2 separate regions of the Rattus norvegicus genome follow, and region 1 is linked to region 2. Evidence: chromatin contacts called from public Hi-C data. All regions are on one chromosome and are shown on one strand. The core of a region is the stretch at or near the end of the contact, and the rest is flanking DNA. Distances in the headings are between cores, read along the strand shown. Region 1 holds the start of Vwa3b (von Willebrand factor A domain containing 3B). Region 2 overlaps Tmem131 (transmembrane protein 131).

Region 1 (2,701 bases), core at 17-2,516, 170 kb before region 2:
GGACTCTCATCCTGAAGCCAGTTGGGGAATAAACACACACACACACACACACACACACACACACACACACACACACACACACACGGGGCTACCCAATCATTGTTCCTGCATGCCCTGGACTCTCACTTAAGACTATTAATTCAGTTTGTATCCTTAGTAAACTTATGATCAACACCTCCAAACTTTCTTTTATCATGCTAGTTTCTAAAAAAAGAGGGAAAGGAAGGAAAGAAGGAAAGAAAGAAGGAAGGAAGAAATCTGTGCAGGGAGGGGTACGGAGGGTGGGAGTTGGGGAAGTATTTTGTGGGAGTTCTGAACTCTGATTCTTCCGGGAAGAAAGGAAGCTGGGAGGATGTTCTCTGATGTATACTGTCACAATTCTTAACAACCCCCAATCTTTCTGTCCTTAAAAGGCAAAGCTAGGCTAAGATCATCGCCTCAGATAAACGTGGGCAGAGTCAAGGGATTGAAATGGTCTGTGGGACACACTGTTGAGAACAGACCAGAGAATTGAAAACTGGGCGCGTGGGGATGGGGGTGGGGGAGTGGGGGTGTGAGGTCATTGCTGAGAAGGAAAGGAGAGCTTCCAAGAAGATGAGAAAGGACTCCAAGAAATTAAAAGTCCATACTAGAAAGTGAAAGTGAACGCCCCCAAAGACCAACCAGAGGCAAGCAGAGGCTTTCTTTTCTCCAGACTCAAAAGTCGCAAACACTTTTCACTCTAGAAGATGGCTTTGGGTTTGGATTGCCAGTTTTGATCGTTGCTTCTAAGAGATAAGTTTGTAATAGACCGATCAGTGTGCTACATCCTCTGATTACCTTTAGCCTCTGGATAGACAGGCATTAGGGAGCCGAGCTTCTGCTAGGAGTGATGGAGAAAACCCTCTGTGTAAGAAGGGCTCCTACGCGTCGGCGACGACTTAGACTACACTCCAGCTCTCAAGTGGGTGCGGTCTGGCCTCTGCCCTTTCGCAGCAGAAGCGAGGTCCACCTCGGAAATTGCAAACTTGTTTCTTCTTCCACACAACCAGTTGCAAAGCTGGAAGGTTCTGGGCTAGAAGGACGGTGTCCGGAATTTAGTAATCTGTCAGTTGCGGGGCTAGGCGGCTCGCCTGCGTCAGCGACCCTCCCACCCTCCGGGGCCTCACTAACCAGAGCAGAAGGCGGGCGCGGCCAGCATCCCACTGCTGGACAAGGCTGTGACTCCCTGATGCTGGCGAAGGGTCCCCGCCTCGGGCACAGAGTTGCAGGAGTCCAGTTTCTGTTGACAACTACATCGCCTCAGTTGCTAAGACACCGCCAATCACAGCATGGCTCGGGATCCGGCCCCGCCCACCACTGCGCCCAGCGCAGAGCGGGTAAAGAGATGCTGGGGGCTGCGAGGGAGCGGGATGCTAGTGTTGCGGAACCAACTGGGACCGTCCGGGGCCACCGAAAAGAAAGGAGCCTAAGGCTCGTCCTCTGCTCCTAACACTGGCTCAGATGACAGTGGCAAATATTAAGAATTAGGTTAACAAATACTCAGATGAGCAGAAGCAGCAGAAGACTGGCCCACCGAAGGAAGTCTGTTCTCTCGCTTTACTTCCAGCAGATTACCCTAGTTCGCGCCTTTTGTTTTGATTTCTCCTTCGGTATTATAAAGTGATGGATTCGTTGCATGGAGTTGGAGCGATTCGTTACAAGTGCTCAGCTAGAAGGGGTGGTCAGATGAGCGTTCACAGTTCTGCCAGATTGCAACTTTGGACCGAGAGCAGCCATGATCAAAAAAGATTGTGAATGAAAACTCCTGCGGGGAGGGTAGAGGGAAACTGTGTCTGCAGTCAGCGACTGCTGTGGCTACTGATTTTGACTGACTAGAATTTCAGTTCTGGATCTGGAGAGATAGATGGCTCAGTGGTTAAGAACGCTGACTGCTCTTCCAGAGGTCTTGAGTTCAATTCCCAGCAACCACATGGTGGCTCACAACCATCTGTAATGGGATCCGATGCCCTCTTCTGGTGTGTCTGAAGACAGCTACAGTGTGCTCACATACATACAATAAATAAATCTTAAAAAAAAAAAAAAAGAATTTCCGTTCTGAAGAGATGTTGGAACGTTGCCTATCTGGAGGCTAATTACCTTATTTGGGCCAGTTTTAACCCGCCGGGACTGCCATTCCTTACCCACTTCAGTGGCCGAACTTCTTGTGACTAATAGATAGAACTCTTTTAGACTCTATTAACTCAGCAGCCGACTAGCCTCCACCAATCCAAAGGCTAAGAATGTCCCACAGCATCTTGAACCTGTAGAAAAGCTCTCTCCCTCTCCCCGGACCTACCTCTCTGGTGTACCCTCTAAGGTATTTTAAATTTGCCTTGATTTATGACTTTCTTTGTTCTGCCAAGCTATAAATACTTCATGAAACTGCTTCCATGTTGGAACATGGGATTTGGGGTAAACTAAATCTGTGTTGCCATGGCCATTCAAAATGGCTCCAGAATAGACTCTCTTATTCCCTTTAAGGCGAGAGCTGTGGCTTTTGTGTATCTGCAGATAGTTTTCCTATAGGAATTTTGTACCGCACTACTTAATGCTTATTTAGTTTTGGCTTACAATCACACAAATGACTCAAAATGCAAATCTGCCTTTCTTCATGCACTCACGCAAAAATGTACTTATGAAGATCTATCTGTTCATAAAAGATTCTATAAGGGCTGGAGAG
Region 2 (2,857 bases), core at 208-2,707:
TTGGTTTGTATAATTATTAGGTCCAGAAAAATTGGCTTCAAATCTTCAGTTTGAAGTCAGCATGTGAAGTGTGTGTCTTTGTCCCTCGTCACCTTCTGGTATTCTAAGGAAATTAAGGGGCTCCTTTCCCAAGAGTTGTTTAGTGTCTTGTGGCCTTCACTTCTAATTCTTCCATGCTGGCTTTCATGACACCAGTTTGTGAGAGCCGTGGGACTTTGCGGTGACTGAGCTGTACAAAGTGCTGATGTTGATTTGGCCCAGCTTCCTGCCCGAGGCTGCTCAACAGAACGCTGTTTTTTCATTCAGAAGTTTTGTCCAGGGGCATTTGGGAAACCATTTCTGCAGCTGTTTCCTGCAGTTGCAGGATCTTCTCACTATGATAGAGGAAACGCACCCCTGGCACAGCCACAGGATTGCAGCGTACTCTCCCAGCTCCTCCCAATTCTTTGGAACCTTGGACTCCTCTAGAGTCCTGACAGTCTAGAATCTGGGCAGTACGGTCTTGCAGCACAGAGAACAGAGATGTCGACTGCTCTGTCTATGTTCATCCATAACTCTTCCACTGTTCTCTGACTCCTCTGTTTGGAGCAGCCAGTAATGGAAACAAACAGGACCAGCACTGGCAAGGGACTGGATAGTTGTTTAACTTTATTTTTAAATTCAACTTGTCTAGCCAGGCAGATCACACATGCTGCTTGTGGTAGACAGAACTGTCAGATGATTGGGAGAATTCCCAGGTTCTAATACACATATACACACCTCCTGGCTTTACAAGCACTAATCCAGATGAGACAGTAACCAAGGTTCTAAATCCTATGACCCCTAAAATGGAGAGCTATCTGTGTGGACTGGACCTAGTCCCAAAGCCTTCGAAGGCTGACTTTAGAATGAGGAGCAGAAATGTTGGACATTTGAAGTAGGAGAGGAACTTGGAGCAAGGTTTCTTTTTGCTGGTTTTGGAAGTAGAGGGTCTGTATGGCAAGAGGCTTAGAGTAGCATGAGTCCGACCAACCAACTAAAAGCATTTAGCTGAGGACTTTTGAGTTCAGCACAAGAACCCAGCCTGCGGAAGAATTTGCAGAAAGCCTTGTAACACTTTGAGCAGATAAACCAGCCAGTCTTAAAAAAGTCCTATGGTAATGAATGGGTGTTACCTTTAACTAGTGAGCTTGTGGTAGTAATGCAGCATAGAGAAGGAGAGGTGATGCAGGGAACTCTGGACCAAGAGAGGAAAGGGCAGGCTGGGCGGGGAAGGCCCTTCCTACAATGGAAGCCTCTGCATTGTGTGAATATGCACAGCTGTAGCAGCCTGCTGGTGCCTCCCACCATCTTGTCTATCCTCATCACTCCTGCTCCCAGAACCCTTCTCTCCCCAAGGACCTATCTCTACTCAGGGCGGTTCAGGACATTTCCTCCTCAGTGCCTCAAGAAGAGGCAGGCCCAGCCGATTGTGAGTCACTCCTGGTCACTCCCAGACTCGGACCTCCACACTTGTCTGCTGATCCCTTGTGTAGCAGGCCATCCACAGCCCTGTTTGAAGGAGACTGTGAAGTGCCTGTCCATCTTCACCGTCTCTTTCTCTTAGATGAGACTGCTTGTGCCACAGTCAGACAAGAGCAGAAGCACAGGGGAACTGACAAGAGCCACTTAGCCTGCAGTCTTTCTGAGTTGTACAGGGACAACGGGATTTTTAAGAGAAAGTATATGTGGTGCTGCGTATCTTTCAAGATACAAGGAATGTGTTTATTTCTCTCTTGTTCTACTTACAAAGATAAGTAAATAAGTAGAAAGTCTGAATAGAGTCAAAAATAAAAACACAAGAATTTTGAGTACATGTATGAAAAAGCCAAACAGCATGAATCAGTCAAGACAGCTTCCTGAAAGCAGGCTGGGGCACAAACAACAGAAACAGGGCCCTTCTCGTGTGGTCTGTATGGTGTGTCACCCTGACTCCAAGCCAAAGATTCTGTTGGGAAATAAATACACACTTCACAGAAGCATCCTTCTATATATAGGCTCAGAAGTCCTCCACTACGTGCCCACAGACCTCAGCAGTAGGTAGGGGGTCCATAAGATCATGCATGAATGTAAGAGAGGTATGCAGTATGCTTCCATAGGAATCATTCTGTATCTTATTCTTCTGATTCAGGCAATAAGGAAGGGGAAAAATAAGCTGTTGGCACGCAGATGGAAAAAGAAGCCAGCATCTCCACTTGGAAGTGTTCCCTACTCCATAGACCTGATACCCACTCTAAATATAATATATTAAGGCTACTAGAAGTAGCAAGCTCAATAAAGTTCAACATACAAAAATAACTATATTTTTGTCCAGAAGCAGTGAATAATCTTTTTTTTAAAGAGAGAAACAGTTTCAGCCAGAAGTGGTAACAGGTGCCTGTCGCTCAACACTGAGGTGGGAGCATGAGTTCGAGGCTGAGGTCTGCACTAAGTAAAGACCCTGGCCAAAAGCCGGGTGGGGGATGGGCAAAGTCCATTTACAATAGCATCGAAGGGAACAGAACTCCTAAACGCAAACTTTTGACAGGAACAGTAAGACATACAAAAAACCTAAGAACCATGACAAGAGAAATTAAACACTAAGTAAACAGACATCTCATTCCTTAGTGTGTTGGATGCAAGAATTAAGATGGCAGATTGAATATGTCCTTCATCAGAATTTCATCTGTCCTTTTGTGTAAAATTGATAACCTTATCTTAAAATTCACAGACATATAAAGGATCCCAAACCATCTGATCCAAAACACCCTTAAACTAAAGTTGAAGGAAGCCCACTTTCCAATATCAAAAACTTTAAATTTTTATTTTTTTTTATTAATTTTTATTTTTATTTTACTCG

Evidence for each region. Hi-C and Micro-C count contacts between places; a contact is called where the count stands out from the background.
Region 1: a Hi-C map of psoas muscle shows a contact between it and region 2, with 1.9 times the contacts expected there. The contact joins the promoter of Vwa3b here to the enhancer-like site in region 2. A contact is called at or near these places in 2 of 12 Hi-C or Micro-C datasets (the Rat2 cell line and psoas muscle).

What each region holds. Positions count from the first base shown.
Region 1 is chr9:46,744,907-46,747,607 of GRCr8, reverse strand. It overlaps Vwa3b (von Willebrand factor A domain containing 3B), which reads right to left and starts at 1,266. Exons shown (of 28, transcript NM_001419961.1): 1 at 1,153-1,266. The coding sequence starts at 1,180.
Region 2 is chr9:46,577,036-46,579,892 of GRCr8, reverse strand. All of the region lies in intron 4 of Tmem131 (transmembrane protein 131), which reads left to right. Among named protein-coding and RNA genes, the nearest start is that of Tmem131, 80 kb to the left of the region's middle. Within about 2 kb of position 1,457, at least 14 of the 93 cell types and tissues checked have an H3K27ac peak or open chromatin away from gene starts, as enhancers often do.